Linked DNA regions of Mus musculus: regions 1, 3, 4, 5, 6 and 7 are each linked to region 2. A link is a contact called in public Hi-C, HiCAR-type and promoter capture Hi-C data. All regions are on one chromosome and are shown on one strand. The core of a region is the stretch at or near the end of the contact, and the rest is flanking DNA. Distances in the headings are between cores, read along the strand shown.

Region 1 (2,978 bases), core at 174-2,673, 2.1 Mb before region 2:
CTGTTAGTGAGAATTTTGGATTTAGAAAGGCTGGGATGACTCAACTTTCCCACAAATGAGTAGATTTGCCATTTTGTTTAGAAAACTCTGCTTTTCTGAATCTAACCTCTTCCAGGGATGTATCAAACAACTAGCTCCTACGCTGTTTGGCTATTTCTGTATTCTTACTTCCTTTTAACCAAGTTTCTAATTAACTACCAGGAAAGGCTTTAAAACATGAAACATTTCTTTATTCTAGCTCTTGGCCCTTTGGGCAAAGCTTGAACAAACTTAGAAGCGAGTTCAGACAGAAGGAGCAGTGGCTGGAGAGCAGAGGGAGGGAGCGGCTTTGGTGGTAACCTGGGCATTCACCTACACAAACATCCTCTCCCACCTTAGAACAAAATTAAATCATGACGTGATCGGACATAAAAACACTTGAGTAGACTCTTTGTAACTCACTCAAGTTGGAGGTCATTAAAATGGGGACTTATTTAAACACATTCATCCAGTGCTCTAAAAACATACAAATGAACTATTACCAGAATAAATTCACATTTCTCTTGTTTTTAAGATATTATATCAGAGAACAAACAAGTATAACTATGGCAAAATGGTGTCTGTTCTCTTACTTGCTGTCCCAGCTTCTTAGGTGCTTATCTACCTTCAATAAATAGACACAAAGAGACCAGCAAACCTAGGTACGTGGCGATATAAAAATAGAGATCATCTCTGTCTTGAGGCTCATAGAACTTTAGGTATATGTCGGAACACAGGTCGTCATCTGTGCAAAACACTTCCAAGCCCTAAAGATTCAGAAAAAATAAACAAATAGTACCATGTTCATCCTGAAATCACATATGTACATAATCTTAAAAGTCAGGTAAGCATCTATACACTTGAGTTTTCGACCTTGTTTACATTTATAATTTGATTCAAGGATATGTGTCCCTATATTCATCTTTGTGGTCTTAAAACTTCTTAAGATGAAGAGATATACCTTAGACAAACAATGTAATTCTCTTTGGTACTAAATACTGCTACTGACAGTAGTTTTTATGAATTTACAATTCTGAAATTTAAAATTAGATGGCCAATTATCCCACATTTCTTTCCTGGATATAAATGTTTAGCTTTCTTGCATATATTAAATAACCATGAAACGTAACAAAATAATAATCAAATAGCCCATTCAATTATGGTTATTTTTTTAAAAAAACCTATGAGCAGAATGTGTTCTCAGCACTCAGGAGGCTGATGCAGGAGAACATGAGTTCTGGGCCATCTGGTCAGTACAGTAAGGCCAAGTCTTGAGAGAAAAGAAAATGGTAAGCTTCCTGGACACCATGCTGGCAAAGTAAGATGGGAAAGGCCAGCCAGGAGAGCCTGGATTCACGGCTGCTTTCTGTGTCTGTGCAGCAGCTGGGCCTCGGGCCGCGGGCCGGCAGCCAGGAAGCCGAACCAATAGGAATCTCGTTGCTCTGCTGGCATTGCTGGCCTATAGCAAGAGCACAGGTTTCTAGTCAGATCTGTTTTCCTTGGTTTTCTCCCAACATTACAAATGGACAGAAAATAGGTAGCAAAGTGCTTGAATTTTACAACCTAAAAATACAAAACCAAACTACTTATAGTCAGCAAGAGAAAATGAATTTATATTGACGTCAGTCCAAAACACCGTGGCCTCATCTCCTGAGTGGTGATTCATTTCTAAGATGCCTATGAGAGACCAAGGTAAGTGTGCTCTGTGCACGGTGAGGGACGTGGTGGGAAGAGGCAGCCCAATGCCTTAATGGTTGTCTTCCCTATTTCTCTTTCATTGAGCTCAAAGGCTACATTAAACGCTGTGGCTGGTTGCCTGTTCGCTCTCCCTGTACTAAAGGACTTTGAGGGTCCTCCCAGTCTCACTCTGAGACCCACCTGCAGTGGGTACAAGGTGGAGGCACACTGGACTGCTCTGCAAACACTGGTCTAGCCTCAGGCCAGAAGCTCTGAAAACTCACGAGCAAGAAGCTGGAGAACTCTCCAGCGTTTTGCTCTTTGAACAAAAAAATATTTTCTGCAATAGAACCTCTTATTTCCAGAAATGTAATTCCTGTATCAATTTCTAGCTTCCACATGCTCACAGACTGCACATGTGTGCTTCCAGGCCTGTGCAGGGGCCTACAAGTCATTCAGCCGCTACACTGCAGACTTGACTCCCCCACAGGCAACCGAACTCACCAAAGGCATGAGGCCGTGCCTCCTTTTGTAAATGCGCCGGACATCCTGCAGTGTTATCTGGACCACAGGTTTCTTTAAAAAGCACAGAGACAGTGTCAAGTGTCACAACTGTAGCTCAGTTAGAAACTGTTTGGTTGTATCTTACAGTAGGGAGGAAGAGAAGCCCATCCTTGCCTTCCCACTGCGCTGCAGGTGAACACCTAGGTGAGATCTTGGACAAATCATACCTGGTTTCACATTTAGCTTGGACACGTTTCTAACCCTTGTCAGTAATCTCAGATGAAAATGGTACCTTCATCTTTCAGGTATCACAAGGGTTAGTGTATAGTGTGGAACATTCAGGAATGAGCATAAATAGCTATTCAAAAAGTCTGTTCTTTTAGAAAATTATTTGTCTGTCTGTCTGATTGTCGATGTACCTTAGAGTGTCTGCAGGCACCTAAGTATGTAGGGCTACATGCATCTTCACTCATATGTGAAGGCCAGGAGGATTCATCAGGTGCCCCTTGCTCTCTCTCTCTCTCTCTCTCTCTCTCTCTCTCTCTCTCTCTCGCTCTTGCTCTCTCTCCACCTATCTGTTGGGGCAGGGTCTCTCCCTGAACCTGTCTCCACCCAGCTCTGCGCTGAGGTTTCTGGGATGCATGGGATGCCATGTGCTGTGGGTGCCAGGGTTCTAGCTCTGGTCCTCATGGCTGGCAGCACATGCTCTTAACTACTGAACCATTGCTCCAGCCCTGAGTTTCTCTAGGGCTTGCTTTTCCCTATCATCTTTTTTATTT
Region 2 (3,006 bases), core at 240-2,739:
GTTCTTGATTACAAAGGAGGCTAGGCTCCTACAGTCTACAGAGTTGTCCTTCGGGAGCTGAGATAGTAAAGACCACACTCTGAGAGTAAGGACCCGAGTTTCTGAACAGACACCCAGAAAAGATGACTTGAGTGAAGTCCCTTAGGCAAAACAGCCTCAAGCCTGAAGCACCCGGGGAAGGTCCCAAAGACCAGTGAACCCCATTTTTTTCAGTTGCTTTTCACATCAAGTTCCTGAGCCTTTAGCAAACCACCTCCCTAGTAATGAAGAAAAACCTAGTGAGGTCCTGCTTGTCAGTTGTGCAAATGAAGTAGCAACCAACTTCAGTCATCCTAGCATGGTACCATCAACTATAATCACAGAATGGTTGATTCCCAAGGGAAGGGATGACAGTCAGCAGGAGGCTGGCCACGAAAGCCACAAAAGCCCACTCATTCCTCCTCCAGCAACAGAAGAGAGATGGAAGCATTAAATCAGCTTCCTTACACAACTCTTAAATTTCCTGAACAGATCCACGAACATCATTCTGCTATATTCTCTCTGTTTCTCTGTCTCTCTCACTTTGTGTGTGTGTTTCTCCTTCTATTGTGGTTTCCAGAGAATGAACTCAAGACAGGCTTGCATGGCAAGTGCTTTTATCTGTACATTTTGGGGACACACTTTTTTTTAGATAGGGTCTCATGCTTGACCCCTCAGTGTTGTAAAGAATGACCCAGAATTCCTGATCCTCCTGCCTCTATCTCCCAAGTGCTGAGATTATAAATGCATGGCTTACTTGTAGTAACCTTTGTCCTTTTGATAGTCACTTTCTTGTAAGTGGGCTCTCTAGAAAACTGTTTCAGATAGTAAACTAACTCTGTCCTCCACCTTCTTTAAAATCTGGGCTTTTAAAGAACTGGGTTTGCCTCTAGTTGGCAGCACTGGCAATATATACAGAATATATTCAAAGGCAAAAGTACCTTCAAACTGCATGCACACACATATGTTTTTTACTAATTCCATCATGTCATACCAGGTATTTCCTTTCATGTTGCTTCTGTATTTATTTCAGTTTTTCGTACAATACATACACAAAACATGATTAAGCCATATATTGTACACATTACACCTATACACAACATTGCACTTAGAATCCTGGTCTGATAAACAGCATGCAAATGTATATTTACTTCAATATTTATACAGTTGGGTTTTTTTTTACATCTTTTTAAGAGCGACATAACAGCATTATAGGGACATACCACGATTACACACACACACACACACACACACACACACACACACACACACACACACACACAGAGAGAGAGAGAGGGCGGCGACTGAACCTAGCAGGCTCCGTTTCCTCGCGACTCCCCGAGCCCCGGCCTGGTAGGCGGGGCTCCGGGGTAGGCGGGACTCCGACCGGAGGGCGCGGCCGCGGCTCCTCCCCTCTCCTCCGGCGGCGCAGGCGGCGGCAGCACTTCCGGGTCGGCGCGGAGGCGGGGCGGAGGCGCCGCGGCTGTTATTGTTCCGAAGGGCTGGGCCGCTGTGCTCCGCGCTCGGCGCTGTCAGTTCGTCCCGCTGCCCCTCGGCCTTTGCTGCTGGCTCTGACGGCGACCGACGGCGGGCGGGGCCCGGGTTCGCGGCCGAGCGGCGCCGGTGAGGGCGCGGAGGAGGCGCACAGCGGGAGGAGGAGCCGTGAGCCTGGCACGGAGCGGCCGCGGCCATGGCGTACGCCTATCTCTTCAAGTACATCATCATCGGCGACACAGGTGAGGCCGGCGGCGGGCCGGGGGCGACCGGGGCGGGCAGGCGGGGCAAACGGCGGCGGCGGCGCCGAGCGGCGCGGGTCGGGGGCGCAGCGCCTCCCTTCCTCCCATCCTCCCTCGGTCCCCTGGCCGCCGCTCCATTTCCGCAGTGCTGGCGCTGGTGACGTGGGCGCTGCGAGCGGCCGCGGCCTGCCTGGGCCTTCCTTCCCTGCTCCGCCCGGGCCCGCTGCAGCCAGGCCCGCGGCAGCCGTTTGCCACTTCCCGGAGAGTGTGACAGCAGCACGGCCGTCCCCGGGGGGCCCCCGCCTCGACTGTCTCCGCGGCCCGGGGAGAGAGAGGGAAGTCGAACGAATTGGAGCGTGACGGGCCCCGGTCCAGATTTTTCTCCCTGGTCCCACCTCCCCGACCTGCACGCTTCCGTCTAGGCCCTGGCAAGGCGCACCCTGAAGTGGGACAGCCTTTTGGGGAGGAAAAAAAAAAATTAAAAAAGGAAAAGAAAAAAACCTAAATTTTTTTGGAAATATCCTCAATCTCCAAGTCCGAATAAGTGAGATCACATGACTCGATGGCAGGGCAATTCTTCTCGGGATCATTAAAGCACCATTGAGCTCTGGCGACTTTTGCCACGTGTATGCTGGCATTATTTGACTTGATAGTAATGCAAGGCAGGTCAGTGGGCTGGGTGTGAGCATACTGTGGGTATGCTGACTTACTACTGATTTTTTTTTCTTTTTTTTCGGTTTTGTCAAGTCCAGGATCACAACTGTTAATTTTCAGGTGACCTCGTGTACATTTGTAGCAAAAAAAAAAAGGAAAAAAAAGTTCCCACTTAAAAATAGCATCCTCATAAGTTTCTGAAGCAAATAAGCAAGCTGTTCATGAAATACTTTGAATACCTGCGATTTGGGCCATATTTCGAATCTAATAATAAACGTAAAGCTTATTTAGGTGTTAAAACTATTAATACACTAGAGTCTGATTTCAGTGGTGAGTGTTGCACAACCTGGACCCCTTACACAACTTTGTAAATGTAGAAGCATCTTGAGGTTGCCCTATGATGTAGCAGGTTCTATAAGTAACTCTGGAAGTATGTTGATTGCTACCTAACACAAACTTCCTGCAGTTAATACAGTTTTTCAGCCGTGTGTGTGTGTGTGTGTGTGTGTGTGTGTAAGGAAACTGGATGGTTTTCTATGCAAGGTACTGGATAAAGCCATATTTTGTAAACTGGAAAAGTGGTATCTAAAATAAAAGC
Region 3 (3,002 bases), core at 359-2,858, 2.0 Mb before region 2:
CAAGACCAAACGTAGGAGGAAGCAGAGCTAGAGGCACCCAGGAGGGCAGAGAGCACTCTGGGAAGGTAGGCAGAGTGAAAGTTGTCTATTCCTACCCTCTGGACAACTTTCATAGGCAGGCCAGATAGCCGCAGTCAGACAATCAGCCCTGAGAGAATAACATTCCTGTAACGTTATTCCAAGACGCTGGGCAATGAAGAATACAATCTTTAGAGTGACTCTTGCTAAAAGATGAGCTACTCCAGAGGACCTAGGTCAGGGAACACGCTAGGGATGGGGAGCCCCAATGTGGTCAGCTGGAGCCCCCATGTGAGGGGGAAGTTCCAGTCAGGCAGTTTTGGAGGGGGAGGATAGGCACTGAGAAGGTGAAAGGTGGAGGTGGCAAAAGCTGGCTCAGGTTAGAAAGGTCAGGTTAGTCCTGCTCTTCTCACTCGCAGAGATGCAGTGTGGCAGCTTGAAGGGGTCCTTGCATGGATACAGTCAGGGAAGTGAACCCCAGGAAGAGATAAGAATAAAAATATGGTGGGGCAGTGGTAACACATGCCTTTAATCCCAGCGCTTGGGAGGCAGAGCAGGCAGATTTCTGAGGCCACCTTGCACCCTGGTCTACAGGATGAGTTCTAAGACAGCCATGGCCACACAGAAACCCTGTCTCGAAAAAAACCAAAAAAAAAAAAATCTGGTGCAGACTGACTTCATCAACCTGGATCAGACTCCTGAGAGGTTAATGAGAGGGAGTTCAATGTCAGCATAGTTAAAACAGTACAATTTGGGGAGAGATTTTTCAAGCAATGATCAGGTGCACAAGAAAGCTTAAGGTGTGACTACATAGAAACTCCTTTACAAAGCACACGCGACTATGAGGATGGATGGGCTCTATAGTCAAAAGGCCTAGAATCTAGTGCAGTCTCTGACCCATAGCATAGACTTGTGACATCCACCCAAAAGATGAGTAATGGCCTCTGGAGGGAAGTGAGTGGGACGATCATTTTGAGGGAATTTGGGTGGGGTTTGCTTGTGTTGACATAGGAAAGGACATTAATAAAATCCACTCAGAGCTTTCTGGGCAGGAAAACAGGTATTTTATCTCTCCATTAAGAAAGGGCCTCTGTTTGTTTAGTATTCTTGATTGTCCTTAATGCTTTTCTGTGAGTGCAAGGGCCTCTGTGTTCCCAACAACTCTGAGGTTGAAGTCAGCAGATGTGATGCTCAACTGCTGCGGCCATGTGCATTACCCACCGTCATACGACAACTCCGGAACTTCCAGGGCAGCGTTCATCTAGCAGGATGATTAGCACTCCCGAGGTTTTGAAAGTATGGATCTCAGCGCTGTAGCTGCTCCTCACAACCACAAAGCACTCCAGAAAACACTCTCCCAGGAGCAGACCAGACATCTGGGAGGAGTGAGAGAGCCTACCCCGCCCACAGACTGCAATGATAAGCGTGACCAGCAGATGTCCCTCTTTACCTACAGAGGTGAAAGCAGCTCTGGCCGATTTCACTTGTCCCACATAGACCCAACAACAGCATAAACAATGGGAAAGACAAAGTCCACACAGCGGTCCACTCCCTTTCCCCAAGTTCTGGGCATGTAACTGTCAGTTTCCAGTTTTCAAGGACCAGAAATAAACCGTCCAACGCCTCATTTTCTTTTCCGTTGGCATCTCGTCCCCTTTCTACGCTTTCAGCAGTAATTTTACCTCTTACATTTAAATAGTCGTTGTTCTTCATGCAGTTATCTGACTTAACGTATACATTATTAAATTACTGGGCAATATTTTTGCTTTACCATAATTTATTTATTTCTTCCCCCCCCCGTTCTTTCTTTCATTTCCCTTGTGTCTCCTTTCCTTTTTCTACATGTAACAGTATTCGACTCGTTAGCATGTTGTTGTTCTAAGTACACGTATTTTTATTTCACCTCTTACATTTATTTGATTTTATTTTTAGTCTCTTTCATTACCAGAAAACGTCTCTTGTTTTGTTCTTAATTGTAGTTTCTATCTTCACATGCTCTTTTTTCTTCCTTCTTTTTTAACCTTCTTCCCTACTCAGTGGGCAGCCGCTCACTGTAGTGATTTCTTCTCAGGCTATACCAGCTGCCTCCTAGACATTTCCTGGCACTGCAGAGTAGTTCTGGGAAGGAGGGGAGTGTAAGAGGCTGAAATGTGTTCCCTGAGAATTCATATTTTGAAGCTGCAACTCACAGCATCACAAAAAGGGACCGTATTTGATCACAGGCCTATAGGGAATTGATTAATAAACTGGGGTCATTTAGTTACAGCTTAAGCCCATGCAACCTGTGTTCTTCTAAGACGGGGTGATAAGAACACATGCACAGGGGAAAGACACAGGAAGAAGACAGCCACTTACAATCCAAGGTCAGCTCTCAGAAGAAATAGACTGCTCAAGGCGGGATCTCAGATTCTAGCTCTGGAATTCAGTGAAAATCTGTTTCTGTTGTTTGAGTTTGCGCTACTTTGTTGTGGTGGCAGGAGCAGTCCAAGATCCGTGCTTACTATTATTTTTATGGTCTTGGCTGTTATTTTGTTATTTGTATCACCCTGTCATACGTGCCCACAGTGCTGGCAGGGTCCTTCAGTACAATATTCAGTTGGCTATAAACTGCTTCCTACACCTGGCCTCCTGCCCATGCTTGGAAACTATTATCATTTTAATCCTCATTGCATAGCCTTCCTATTAGATCCTGATGTATATTAAAGGATTATGCCATTTTAAGCTAAATCTTGCTGATAATAGGCATTGCGCACTGGAGTAGAAATGGAACATTAATTGCAAGCATTGAGAATCTTAGGAGAAGTTTTTAATGCGAAATGCAAGTTTTAAGAGTTTGAGGCATCAAAGCTTGATCAGATGGGAGACTCCAATGCTCACACAAGAAGGACCACGCCACTGGAAGAGTTCTGGCAGATGGAAGGGCTGAGAAACTCTGTGTACACTCATTCTATTTAAAATCTCCTGGTTTGTTTAGCTTCACTAAT
Region 4 (3,182 bases), core at 102-2,601, 2.7 Mb after region 2:
GGGTCTCCTCTGATCCTGTCTACGTGTAAAGCTGGGAAAGTAAGCTTTAGCCGGTGTGAAGGACCATGCGAAGACCCGGGAAGTGTGACGAGGGCCTTCCTGGGCTCTTAACCACAGCGTGGCACAAAAGGCCCACCGCGGCCGGAGGCCTCCAGGTGCATCTCGGGAAGGGCCGGGCCGCGCGGCCGCTGTCCTTGGCGCCCTCGCACCGGCTCACTCCGGACCAGGATGGCTAAGCGCGGGACCGCCGGCCTGCGGGAGCCCTTCCTGCGCTTCCGCGGCCTGGGGGTGGTCTTTGTTCCCCAAGCGGCGTCGCGCCACGGGACTGTGTGTGCCGTGTCACCCGCAAGCCCGGCCTGAGGGTGCGCAGGGCGCCGAGAGGTAGTCGGAGCCCGGGGCTTAGGAGCGGCGCGGGGCGGCCCGCCACGTCCCGGCAGCGCTCGCAGGCGGGAGGCGCTCCCGCGCAGGCAGTTCGCGCGGGCTCCGCAGGGCGCGCTGGCTGCCGGGCAGGGCCGGGGCGGGGCGCGGCGCGGCGCGGCGCGGCCCGGGCGCGCACGTGGTGCGGACCGTCCTGCTCTCCGGCCAGGTCCCCAGAGCCTCGGCGCTCGTGCGTGCGGACGGGGAGGGCGCCCGCTGGAGTCCCGAGAGGTGGTCAGCGCCCGGAACAGGCGTCTGAGGAGAAAGGCAGCGCGCGGCGCCAATATTTCCCGCGCGGGCTCTGGGAGGGAGCCGTAGGCAAGAGCGGAGTGGCCGCTCGGCGGCGCGCGGGGACAAGGCTCCCACGTACCTCGTCCGGCCGCGCTGAGGCACCTTCCTGTGCGCCGCCGCCCGCTCGTCGCCCGGCGGATGGCTCCGGCTCCGCACGTGGCGGGCGGCGCGCTCCGGCGTGTTTACATTCTGCGGCCGCTCCACGTTGTGCTGCCGTCCTCTCCTGCCATTGGCCGGCTCCTCCCGGAGGGGTGGGCCCTAGGCTCCCGCTCCCCGTGCCTCTGAGGAGACTTGGGGTTCCCCACCCCAGCCCTCCCAAGGCCTCTGCCAAAACGCGGAGCCGAACCGTAGCCTGACACTCCGAGATCTAAGAGCCACCGTGAGGGGGCCCGGCGCGAACTGGAAGGCGTGCGGGAGCCTGTGGTGGGCAACCAGCATGGGGGAGGAGCCTCTGAGCCGTGCAGCCGCGGCGCGCGCAGGTGAAGCGCCGAGAGGGGCGGAGGAGCACGGTCCAGGAGGGCAGCCGTACGGCCACTCGGCGCCCGCCCGCCCGCCAGCCCGTCCGCGCGCACTGAGGGCAGGGCGCGGCGCGCGCGGGCGAGCTGGGCGGGCGCGGGTGGGGGAGGGGAAGGCGCCGGCCGAGGTGTCAGTCTGCGGCGCATGCGTGCGGGGCGGTCCGGGCCCGGCCTATATATTGAGTTGGCGCCGGCGCCAGCTGAGCCGAGCTGTGGAGGGTCTGGCGGTGAGGAGGTATTGGGGACAGGGGCATGCGGGAGCTAAGGGAACCACGTCTGGCGGGAGCCATGGGAGAGGAAAAATGGGGGGCGGGGGTGGGACAAGAAGTAGGAGACTGGAATTCAGGGGTTCCCGAGGTTGGTCCCTGTCAGGATTCTTGTCAGGAGGCCAAGCAGAGGCAGGGGATGGAGTGTGTCCCCAAATGAGAGGCCACGGCAAAGCTTCTCTGGGAGCTTCTCTGTCCATCCTCACTTGGGGAAGGTCTCCCGCGCGAGAGGATTAAGGTGGGATCACTTCACGGAGAGATTCTTAAGCACGGTTTTCTCCTTTAATTCCCCCCCCCCTTTCCTTCTGCTCTTCTGGAATTGGGGTCCCGTCACCCCTGCAAGCGACACTGCCCGCCGGGTGGGGCTGGGAAGGAGGGAAAGGAGCCTGGAGGACGTGACACCAGAAGGTTCCCTCCACCCCCTGCTTCCCCGCCACAGCCGCTCTCCAAATTGGCGCGGAACCGGCTTCTCCACAGCCCGCTCTTGGAGGCTCGTCCAGGCGCCTGGCGGCCGAGGCCAGGACGTGCCTTTCCCACCCTGGTTGTCCTGGGGAGTGCATGAATGGCCCAGATGATCATCTAAGGGTGCTAGGGGACTTTGCAAATTCCTGAACGCACTCGCGTTCCCAGTGTACAGTTAAGGAAATGAAAGCATGAATGTAAAATTACTGAGATAGCGAGTGTATTTCAGAAAATAGTGCAGTGTTTTATTTTTAAAGGTTTAGGCCACCTTCTAGTAACGTTAGTTGGTAACTTCTGAATCAGTTTTAATTTGGAACTTGAAGATTATGGATGACTATGTTCTTGATTTTGTTTTTCTTCTCCCCTATTTAGAGGTTTCATAGTCCTTGAAGAGAATGTCAAGACGCAGGTAACAGTGTTAGTCTTGGAGACATGTTTCAAAATTAGCTGCTGCTTTTGAAATATATGACGTACTAATTAAGCTTCCTTTCTACAATTCATCACAGTAGCCGTTTACAAGCTAAGCAACATGCCCAGCCCAACCAGCCAGACTCTCCGCAAGAAACCCAGATAATTCAGGCCAAGAAGAGAAAAACAGCACAGGTGATTTAAGGAAAAAGAGGGAGAAAGGGAAAAATATTCCTTGCTGAAACCTTAGTTTACATGTTCTTTTCTATTCTTCAGGATGTCAAAAAAAGAAAAGAGGAGATCACCAAGAAGCATCAGTATGAGATTAGGGTAATGCAGAACTGGACAGGGTGGGCTGGGGAAGAATAAGAGTGGAATCATGTGTTATTGCCTTATAGTGGGAAGATTCTGATACTTTAGAGGTGAACTTGAAGGAGGTTCATATAAGCCTGAGTCCTACAGCTGCAGTGTAGATGGCTTAGAAGCAGCTGGTTCCCTTTGGTAAATCCCTCCCTTTTGGAGCTGGCTGGTATACTAGGTCTGCCTATATACTGCTCTTTGTTCATTTTCAGACTACAGTGGAGGGCCCTAATAGCTAATGAGTGGCATAAAAAGGATGTGAGATCACTGTCAGTTTGGCAACCCGGCTTTGGGATCCCTTCCTATGTGTTTACTTGGAGATGGTAATTCTTTCAAAAAGATTCTCTAAGTGATTCCACTTGACTAAATTTTTTGATGTTTTCACATTCAAGTATTAGAAAACACGTTAAAAAGAGCTATTTTTTAAAAAAGTATCCTTGCTAGAATTTCTAGATTCAGAGAA
Region 5 (3,188 bases), core at 686-3,185, 3.0 Mb after region 2:
AATATATCAATATTGGCTGATCAATTGTAATATATGTACAATCTTACTTCAAGTTATTAATAGAAGGGGACTTGGGGTGGGGAAAGAAAAATATGGGATCTCTCTATACTGTCTGTGAAATTTATTGTAAAACTGCTCTTAAAAAGGGCACATCCCTGGAATCCCAACGTTGGGAGGTGGAAATAGGAGATGTACAATTTTCACATCAGCTTGGGCTACTTAACTGGCTTAAAAAAATTGTGGGTTAGGGATATAGATCCTTTTAGAGTACTTGCCTAACCTCAAGATCCTAGGTTTGATTTCCAGAACTGGAGAAAAACAAGAGTATGAGTGGACTTTTAGACTTAAAGGTATTTCTTTGGTTTTGTTTTTTGTTTTTCCTAGCTGAGGGAGAAGAATATGCACGTTTACTTGCTGTTCCCTCCCCACATAGTCTTGTTAAGCAGAAGATAGACATGAAAAACGTCGGTAAAAGGGGAATCCCACAGACAGCTTGAGTCCTGTTCCTTGTTTAGATAGCCTGCCAGTCTATTGTAAAATCCTGGCCTCAGCCTTCAGTGTGAAACCTCAATTTTATTTTTTTTTTATTTTTTTTATTTTTTTAAAGATTTATTTATTGATTATATGTAAGTACACCGTAGCTGTCTTCAGACACTCCAGAAGAGGGCGTCAGATCTCGTTATGGATGGTTGTGAGCCACCATGTGGTTGCTGGTATTTGAACTCTGGACCTTTGGAAGAACAGTCGGGTGCTCTTACCCACTGAGCCATCTCACCAGCCCCCGAAACCTCAATTTTAAAAAGAAGAAAATGTCCTAAGGGAAGGTCATGAGATCAAATACAAGACCTTGAACAAATCTAACAAATGAATAGACAGTGTCTAGTTGAAAGCAATTCTGGCAAACATACAGGAGAATGGAGACATTTTAAGCCTCCTCAGCAGAGCACGACAAAGAGACAGTTATATAAACCCTGAGAGGGAGATAGCCTAGGCACTGAGCTGATCCACCCCACTCTCTCCCTGATGGCCTGTTCCTACTTTTGCTGATCTGCTTTTGTTTTGCTACAACTTTGTGTCTTGATGGGTGGTTCCTGAGAGGACCAGAATAGAGAAAAATTCCTTCTTAACACTCCCTAGGACTATGTATAGTTTCAAGTGTCCAGCACTTGACAGAGAAACTATTCATAAAATTAAAACAAACACACTTTTTATTTTGAGGCAGGGTCTCACGGAGTAGTAGTCTAGGCTGGTCTGAAGCTCAAACTCTTCCTTTGTCCTTTAAATGCTGGAATTGGCAGACTGCTTGTCAGCCAGAAATAGACTTTGTGCTCTCTCTTATATTCGTGACGTTTCATTTATATACCTTTTTGAACCTTATAAGAATTAATCCTCATAATCAGCTCGTGGGATTATTCATCATATTTAACATTTTCATAAACGAGAAAATTTTCCTTTCGTTTGCTGAGACAAGTTGTCTCCCTCCCTCTTTCTCCCTTTCCCTCATTTTTTGAGACACGGTCTCATGTAGCTCAAGCTGGGATTCAACTCCTGGCTGGCCTTGTGTGTGCTCTTTTCTTCTCTTTGAAAACAGTGTCTTTTCAGATTCCCTCATTGCATGGTTTTGTTTGGAGAGCATGCCTCGTGGGAGGCATACGGTGCCGTGTGTCTAGATTTGGCACACTTTCCTATCTTCTAGAACTCATCGCCTCTCGCAGGCGTCGTGGCTCCGCTACTCCGGAGAACCACGGGATTTGGACCACTGCAAACACCGTAGTCCCCGCCCCTCTTTTTTTTTTTTTTTCCCTGCCCCTTTGGGCTCGCAGAAGGCGCCCTCCGCCGCGCTGGAGGAGGCGGGGCTTACGGCTTAAGTCAGCAAGCTGCGATGGGATTGGTGGAGGCTTGAGACGACAGCGTCCTGTTTACCGGAAGTACTGCAGTTTTCCCCCTAGCTGGAGCCTCGGCCTGGGAGGTTGGAGAGCTGCCCCGGAAGTCATCTCCCGGTCCCCCGCCCGCGGCAGACATGGCGGTGGACTCGTCTATGGAGCTGCTATTTTTAGATACTTTTAAACATCCGAGCGCTGAGGTAAGGCCTCGCGACCCGATTTCGACACGGCCCCTCAGTTCCGGTACCCCTGCTGCGGAGTCGGGGGCCGTCCGGGCGGTGTCCTCCCTCAGTCGCGCGCGCGCGGGGGTCCTCTGGTCCACACCCCCTCCCCCAGCCCGGTGCGAGCCCGGTGGCCCTGGGCGGCGGCCCTGCCTTTCTCGGCTTTGATTTGGGGCCCGCGGCTTCAGTCGAGTCAGTCGCGCTGCTGACAGTTTGTCCTGTCAGCGTTGAGTCCTGCGGAGGGTCCTTGGTCTCAGGTGTACTTCGGGTGGGATGCAGGCGTGAGCTTGGGCATCTGGTTTTTGACAGTAGTGTCGGGTTCTGGATGCCCTCAGGGTACGGACTATCCAGGATCCTAAGTCCTCTTCTATCTCTCTTCTAACGGCGGTCTCATTGCTCAATTTGTCATAGCACTTCAATAGTTTGGGAAGGAATTCACCTATTAGGACATGACAGATCTACGAGAATCTCCTTTGCGTGGAGGACACTTGCGAATCATGCAGTATTGAAGGACTAAAGACTGTCATTAGAAAGCAAGTCTGTTGTTTTCAGGGGACGAAGGTGGGGTGTTGCGTAGTTTTGTGTACAGAATTACTTTAGCGTCCCTGAAAGGCCTTGGAATTCTTAAGTTGAATGTACTGAATGTAGCGAATTAACGAAGATTCGCAAAAATGAACTATAACGAAGTCCACAGAGAAATTCGGCTGCGAGGAAGAGAGAGTAAATGAACAAGCCTCATATTTGTTTGTTTCACCGGAAACCTAATCATTTCGAGAGTCATTCTTTGGGGATTGTCTTGTTTCTATGAAGACTGTATTCTTTTTTTTTTTTTTTTTTAAGATTTATTTATTTTATGTATGTGGGTACGCTGTCGCTGTCTTAAGACACACCAGAAGAGGGCATCAGATTCCTTGTGAGCCATCATGAGGTTGCTGGGACTTGAACTCAGGACCCCTGGAAGAGCAGTCAGTGCTCTTAACCGCTGAGCCATCTCTCCAACCCTACTGTACTCTTAATATGACAACATGAAAGTAGGGTAGAGTGTCTCCTATTCTTTCTCGGTTGTATGTCCTGGGTTTAGACC
Region 6 (2,885 bases), core at 116-2,615, 2.3 Mb after region 2:
GCACTCAACAATAGGCCGCCAAAAAAAAAAAAAAAAAAAAAAAAAAAAAAAAAAAAAAACCATCATCCTTCCAAAGGCTTCTGGTGAGCTGTTACCTACCATTTTTATATTGCGCACCGTTACATGTTGCTCCTCGGGAAATTTAAAACTATTTTGAACGAATTAAGTAAATGAAACTAACAAATCACCTGGCTCAGATGTCTGCCGAACTCAGAGTGCCGACTTCTTGGCTAATACAACTTTAGAAATGCAATGTGCTCGCTATGTTCATGAAGCGGTGCTGTGATCTAGGTCTGTGTTACAAACCGACTCCAGGGAGGCTGAGGTAGGAGAGACCTCAAGTTCTAAGGCTAGCCCAGGCTATATAGATATGACTGCCTGCTCAAACCATAAGAATTGAAAATACTGTGGGGGCTTGTTTTGTTTGTTTTGCTTTATTTTGTTTTGGGTTTTGCACCGTGGTTTATATTCTTTTTCAAAGTAGTGCTTCATATCCTGGTGAGACAGTCTTGCGATTCATAAATTGATAGGAATCACTATTTTATTGGTAATGAGAGAAAAACGGTCTAGGAGCTGCTTGTCAAAGGAAAACTAGAAGTGTGCGGGGAAGCTGGGAGGCTGGCCAGAGGTCCTGCAATTCCAGTCTCTCTACTGCAAATGCCTCTATCAATAAGAAAGTAGCCGGGGCCCCTCTCTCGCTTCTCTCCCTCCCTTTCTCCTCTCGACCGCACCCCCCCCCCCACCCCCCACTCTAGCTTTGAAGACTCAGCTCCAACACTTTTATGTCACAGAAAAGAGGGGCAGAATTCTTCAAAGCACAATGTTCGAATGTGCTTAAGCTTTTTCACTCCGATCCAAGCCAGCTTGAGTGCGGCATAAGTTTCCAATGCAGAGTCTACATAGAATCTTCCTGCCAAAATTAGCATCACCAGTAGTCGTGGCCGAGTGGTTAAGGCGATGGACTAGAAATCCATTGGGGTCTCCCCGCGCAGGTTCGAATCCTGCCGACTACGGAAGGGAATGTTTTTTGCCACCGAATGAATAATTTTGGATCTGCAGATTCCCCGATGAAACATACAGCCTGCCAAAGCGACCAGGGGTCGCCACGGGGTGGAAAGAGAGGCTGTTGGGGTGGAAAGAGAGACTGTTTGTGATCAGGCGCCGGAGCGGAGCGGGAGAGGTGAAGGGCAAAGCGGGCCCACAGGCTGCGTGGACGGCAAGGGAAGCGCTCCGGGCACGCAGGACCCACCGACAACATCCGCGGCGGCCGGCCTCAGCGGGTCCCCGGGCCTCGGGACCCCCTGCCACCGCGAGTGCGCGCCCGTCAGCGCCGCGGCAGCGCGCGCGCCCCCCGAGTCGCCCGGAGGTTTGCGCAGGCGCGGAAGGTTGTGGGGAACCCGCTCCCGGGCGCGTCGGTTTCTCGCGTTGCCGTGGAAACCACCGGCCAGCGAGGCTCGGGAGAGAAAGACGCGTCTGTTCAAGATGGCGAAGGACCTGGACGAACTTCTGGATGAAGTCGAGACCAAGTTCTGCAGACTCGACCCCTTGAGGCTGGACCTGGGTGAGCGGCCCAAAGGCGACGGCGGCGGCGGCTCGCACAGCGGCGACCGGAACGGAGCCCAGGAGAAAGAAACTCTCAGGTTAACGCAGGCGGGTGGACGGTTCTGCTACAGCCCTGCTCGGGGCGCCTAAGCCGGCCTCCGCCGCCGCGCGCCCCCGCGGCCTGGGCTACTGTCCTAGCCCTCGACGGCCCTCGGGTCACGGCTCAGACCCCGCCCCTGGGCGAGCCTGAGGGAGCTGAGACCCTACCTGACAGCCCTAACCTGACGTGGATCGGGGTGTCCCTCCCCTGAGACACGACAGGGCCACGCTGACCAGACCCACAGCGTTCTCATCGGCGAGGGGCCCTGACTGCAAATGTCGTGCCTCTCACGCCGTTACCAGGCAACCCTTAGGGAACCGGTAGGCCAGCTGTTAGAAGACCATTTTATTGTCTGATTTGTTTAAGCTCGAGGAGTTAGATGAGAGTATATTTAATTATTAAGAGTATCCATTGCAAATATCTGAATTAAATAAATTGCCCAGTTGCCTGCCATTCCCCGTGTCTCCAAAGTTAAGGGACCCAGCAAATGTCCTATTATATCCAGGTCGAAGTTTAAAGACACTTAAATCTTTGGGGATTTGAACAACAACAATAAAAAGCAGGCGTCGTTGCATTATCCTTTAAAGTGAGATCTTAGGCTCAGTAATAACTCCTGCTAGGACCTGCCGCTTGCCTAGACCATTGGGGGAAAGGCTGGTGTTTCTTCCATTAATGTATAAGGTATTACTTTGCAGTGTTTGCTTTGTGTTTGGCTTGGTTTTGTTCCTTTGTGGTTGGAGAGAATTTGTCAGGCCTTTTCATCTTGGAACCAACATAAAGAAGCTTAGACTGTCTCCACACTGAAAGGATGGCCATTTCTGTGGCTTCTCCCCAGCCATGTGATCTTTCCTGCCTGTGTCTGACTACCAGACTCCACCCACACCCTCCTCTCCCTGCCCCCACCTTAGCACATTTATAATGCCTAAAGTGAATCACAACTGTTATCACTTGTGTTAAACTTTTTATCAGGGACAATGATTAGAAGTTGTGCAAAAAACAACAGCAAATACCCTAAGCCAAGTTTTAAATACAGTTCCTTTCTGGTATGGAATGCCATCACTGAAGTTTTACACTAAGCCAAAGGAAATCATTTGTGAGTTTATGAACAGACCACCTGCTGGTTGCATGGCTTAACTTACCATCTCTAGATGATAGCTGTGATAATAATTGCTAATGTTTACTTCTCTCTGTGCTAAGTCCCCGATATGGGTTACCCCTATCGCCCAATGAGGTGAATGGTGTT
Region 7 (2,771 bases), core at 163-2,662, 2.2 Mb before region 2:
GTGACCATGGCCTGGGAACACAGATTTAGGTTACTTCAAATTCTATGTTCCAACAAGTAGCCTCAAGTAGCTCTCATAGTTTTTGTTTTTGTTTTTGTTTGTTTTTCTGAGACAGGGTTTCTTTGTGTAGCCCTGGCTGTCCTGGAACTCACTCTGTAGACCAGGCTGGCCTCGAACTCAGAAATCTGCCTGCTTCTGCCTCCCAAGTGCTGGGATTAAAGGCGTGCACCATTTTACAGGACAGAGGAAGTCATCAGTCAAGGCAAGCTTACAATACATAGGCGCTTACTTCAGAGAGGCAGGACAAGGCAGTGGGGGTGAGGTTCAGGGAACCTTTCTGTAAGACGCAAGGTGTTTTCTGGTGGCATTCTAAGCATTTGGATTGGTAGAAGCTAGTTGCCTGCTAATTCAATAGATTCTAAAGACCTGTTGTTTATTGTCACAAGATGTTAGTTTAGACACAGGGAAACAAGGAATGGCTGTTCTGGAGGGCCAGGATTTAGCCCAAGATATGGTGATCTTCCTCTGGACTTTCGACATTCCAACCTATTTATTTCCACAGCATGAAATTCTAATTAGGAGTTTTCCTTCACACAGATATTCATTCAACTAGGCTTGTAGCTAAGTATTTTATCTTGATATATTTTTAATATTCAATTCCAATTGCTCATTTCGTGCAGATAGGAAAGTAATTGACTCGTGTGTATATTAACCGTGTATCGTAGCAACCTTGCTGTAGCTGCTTATTCTGCTTACTGGTGTTTATTTTCTCTTTGTTTACATAGATAATCTTGCCAGCTGTGAATAGAACTGTATTTCTTCCTTTTCCATCCCGTAACTCGTTTTACAAGTTGTTCATCAGTTAAGCCATATTCTCCCTGGAGCATCACATTTTCATTCCTCTTGTCATGTAATGCTTATTGTTTTACCAGAGATAAAATTTCAAATGACTGTGATGATGAATAATTTAGATAGACAATTGCTTGCATGCCAATGATGTCATATACTGTTACTAGGAAATGGCCTCAGCCATGGACTGGTGTAGATATTGTCAGTTTCACATATTCATGTACACCCCAAACATCTGGATTCCCCTATCAGCACCATCAACTCTCAGAAAGCACATAGTCCGTGTTTTTAAGATTAGAATGTGGGTTTTATTTATTTCAGGGTGTGTGTGTGTGTGTGTGTGTGTGTTCAACACCGAGAGTAACAGTCAGCAGCCAATGAGCATTCGTTCTGGGAACAAAGGGTAGTAAAAGGCGGCGGGGGCTGCCAGGGAACCGAGGCTGGAGCCGGGAGTTGGGAGGATTTCGTAGAGGGAGGGTGGGCTGGTGGTCGCTCGGGCTGTGCCGCGTTGTCATGGGGACGGCGCGTGCGCCTGCGCCTGCGCGGCGGAAGGCGGGGGCGGTGATGACGCGCAGGGCGGGCCCCGAGGTTCGGTTGTGTGGAGCTGGAGCGGGCAGCAGGAGCGGCGCGGTCCTCGGGGCAGGTGAGTGGCCGCGGGGGTCCCGGGCCCCGGCAGGTCTCGGAGCTGGTCCGGCGCTCTGCTTCGGGCCCCGGGTGGGTCTGGCCGGGTCCTCGCCCGCACTCGGTGGCGTCCTCAGCGGCTTCCGGACGGCTGGCAGGGCGCGACGGACCGGAGGTGACAACGGTTAGCTGCGGAGCCGCTGCTCTGGAAGGGGGCAGGGAGGGCCAGGGCTTGCAGCGGGGTGTGTGCACCAGGAACGGTCTCCGGAGGTCTGGTGACTCAGATCTCCTTGGAGGATTTCCTTCTAATACGGGGCGGAGGGAGGCGTACAGACGTGGAAAGTTTCCAGTTTCAGAAGTGCAGTTATGGAGCCGTGGAGTGTGTGGGATCGTTTGTTGTATTCGTCCTATCTTCGACACATAGCTTTTTTTTTTCTTGTTTTGTTTTGTTTTCCATTAGGTAAATTACTTAGAAAGTGTAGAGTTTTAAATTCTTAACACGCACGCTTTACACCGAGAACAAATGTTTAAGAACGAAAGTTATATTGAAAATAGCTGCTGCCCTGGTCAATTGTCTTACTTTTGAAATGTCAAGGTGATATAGTTCAGCAGATTTGTACTCTCATTTTCCCGATGTGAGGATAGGACAAAGCAGAAAATATGCCTTTTCATCCTGTTAACAACTTAGGTCCTTAAACTGGTAGGTCTTAAGTGGTACGTAAGTATTACTGATCAGATGACTTGCACCAGGAAATAAGGAAATGGAATGACGAGAAGGCTCAGTAAACAATTACTCCATTATAGCCAGAGTCACTTAACTTTGGAAGCAGATTTTAGCTGTGCTGGATCTATTAAAGAGGATTTAAAAATCATGAACAAGAAAGGGCTGATTAAGATTTTGATGCACTTTTGAATTAAGCAGCCCTTTAAAATGAGCACGGCTCACCGACTTCCCCCCATTTTTGCCACTTTCTCTTAGGTAGTAAACATCCAGAGACTGTAAAAGACACCCACACACTTTAAAATACTTATACATTTAATAATCGTTCTCCTTGTACTTATTAATTGCCAAATGTTGCAACACTTACTGAAAATTTTAGCTTTTAAGGATGTAATTAGTAAACATATGGCTCAAAATTTTAAGCATTTAAAATGTAGAGCATACAGTATAAAACCTCCCCTGTGCTTGGCATAGGCTTTGGTTGTGCCCACCAGCCAGCCATATTTCCTCTGGCAGGCCAGTTCTTTTACGGTCTTAGGTACTGGTTCAGATAGTGCCTCTATGGTCAGACATGTAAATA

The links. Promoter capture Hi-C pulls out the DNA fragments that hold promoters and counts their contacts. A called contact is a pair of places that touch in the nucleus more often than the background predicts. HiCAR-type assays count read pairs that join an accessible place to other places. Capture Hi-C pulls out chosen DNA fragments and counts their contacts.
Region 1: a contact with region 2 is called in a promoter capture Hi-C map of hippocampal neurons, with 5 times the contacts expected there. The contact joins the enhancer-like site here to the promoter of Rab2a in region 2. A contact is called at or near these places in 6 of 39 promoter capture datasets (the C10 cell line, HPC-7-derived erythroid cells, hippocampal neurons and 2 more).
Region 3: a HiCAR-type map of astrocytes shows a contact between it and region 2, with 6 times the contacts expected there. The contact joins the enhancer-like site here to the promoter of Rab2a in region 2. A contact is called at or near these places in 8 of 39 promoter capture datasets (the 3T3-L1 cell line, cranial neural crest, embryonic stem cells and 4 more) and 1 of 115 datasets of contacts at active chromatin or transcription factors (astrocytes).
Region 4: a contact with region 2 is called in a promoter capture Hi-C map of erythroid cells, with 11 times the contacts expected there. The contact joins the promoter of Ccne2 here to the promoter of Rab2a in region 2. A contact is called at or near these places in 2 of 39 promoter capture datasets (erythroid cells and pre-B cells).
Region 5: a Hi-C map of B cells shows a contact between it and region 2, with 5 read pairs. The contact joins the promoter of Virma here to the promoter of Rab2a in region 2. A contact is called at or near these places in 2 of 39 promoter capture datasets (liver and pre-B cells) and 1 of 484 Hi-C or Micro-C datasets (B cells).
Region 6: a contact with region 2 is called in a promoter capture Hi-C map of pre-B cells, with 3 times the contacts expected there. The contact joins the promoter of 2610301B20Rik here to the promoter of Rab2a in region 2. A contact is called at or near these places in 6 of 39 promoter capture datasets (the 3T3-L1 cell line, the C10 cell line, hematopoietic stem and progenitor cells and 3 more) and 1 of 115 datasets of contacts at active chromatin or transcription factors (large pre-B cells).
Region 7: a promoter capture Hi-C map of adipose tissue shows a contact between it and region 2, with 4 times the contacts expected there. The contact joins the promoter of Sdcbp here to the promoter of Rab2a in region 2. A contact is called at or near these places in 5 of 39 promoter capture datasets (the C10 cell line, hippocampal neurons, liver and 2 more), 3 of 115 datasets of contacts at active chromatin or transcription factors (astrocytes, large pre-B cells and pro-B cells) and 2 of 9 other capture datasets (adipose tissue and liver).

Annotation. Positions count from the first base shown.
Region 1 is chr4:6,424,203-6,427,180 of GRCm38.p6, forward strand. It overlaps Nsmaf (neutral sphingomyelinase (N-SMase) activation associated factor), which reads right to left. Exons shown (of 31, transcript NM_010945.2): 11 at 2,200-2,271; 12 at 677-785. Among named protein-coding and RNA genes, the nearest start is that of Nsmaf, 29 kb to the right of the region's middle. Within about 2 kb of position 1,424, at least 19 of the 459 cell types and tissues checked have an H3K27ac peak or open chromatin away from gene starts, as enhancers often do. A contact at or near this core is called in hippocampal neurons, where this site is marked.
Region 2 is chr4:8,534,155-8,537,160 of GRCm38.p6, forward strand. Rab2a (RAB2A, member RAS oncogene family) reads left to right here and starts at 1,490. Exons shown (of 8, transcript NM_021518.3): 1 at 1,490-1,754. The coding sequence starts at 1,709.
Region 3 is chr4:6,511,728-6,514,729 of GRCm38.p6, forward strand. It overlaps the pseudogene Gm11801. Among named protein-coding and RNA genes, the nearest start is that of Nsmaf, 59 kb to the left of the region's middle. Within about 2 kb of position 1,609, at least 21 of the 459 cell types and tissues checked have an H3K27ac peak or open chromatin away from gene starts, as enhancers often do.
Region 4 is chr4:11,190,358-11,193,539 of GRCm38.p6, forward strand. Ccne2 (cyclin E2) reads left to right here and starts at 1,352. Exons shown (of 12, transcript NM_001282943.1): 1 at 1,352-1,458; 2 at 2,324-2,360; 3 at 2,458-2,554; 4 at 2,636-2,689. The coding sequence starts at 2,347. It overlaps A630034I12Rik (a long non-coding RNA gene), which reads right to left and starts at 873. Exons shown (of 3, transcript XR_001784240.1): 1 at 788-873.
Region 5 is chr4:11,484,023-11,487,210 of GRCm38.p6, forward strand. Virma (vir like m6A methyltransferase associated) reads left to right here and starts at 1,936. Exons shown (of 24, transcript NM_001347055.1): 1 at 1,936-2,083. The coding sequence starts at 2,021.
Region 6 is chr4:10,873,133-10,876,017 of GRCm38.p6, forward strand. It overlaps 2610301B20Rik (RIKEN cDNA 2610301B20 gene), which reads left to right and starts at 1,366. Exons shown (of 6, transcript NM_026005.3): 1 at 1,366-1,640. The coding sequence starts at 1,483. n-TSaga9 (a tRNA gene) reads left to right here and starts at 932; the gene lies at 932-1,013.
Region 7 is chr4:6,364,268-6,367,038 of GRCm38.p6, forward strand. Sdcbp (syndecan binding protein) reads left to right here and starts at 1,413. Exons shown (of 9, transcript NM_001098227.1): 1 at 1,413-1,492.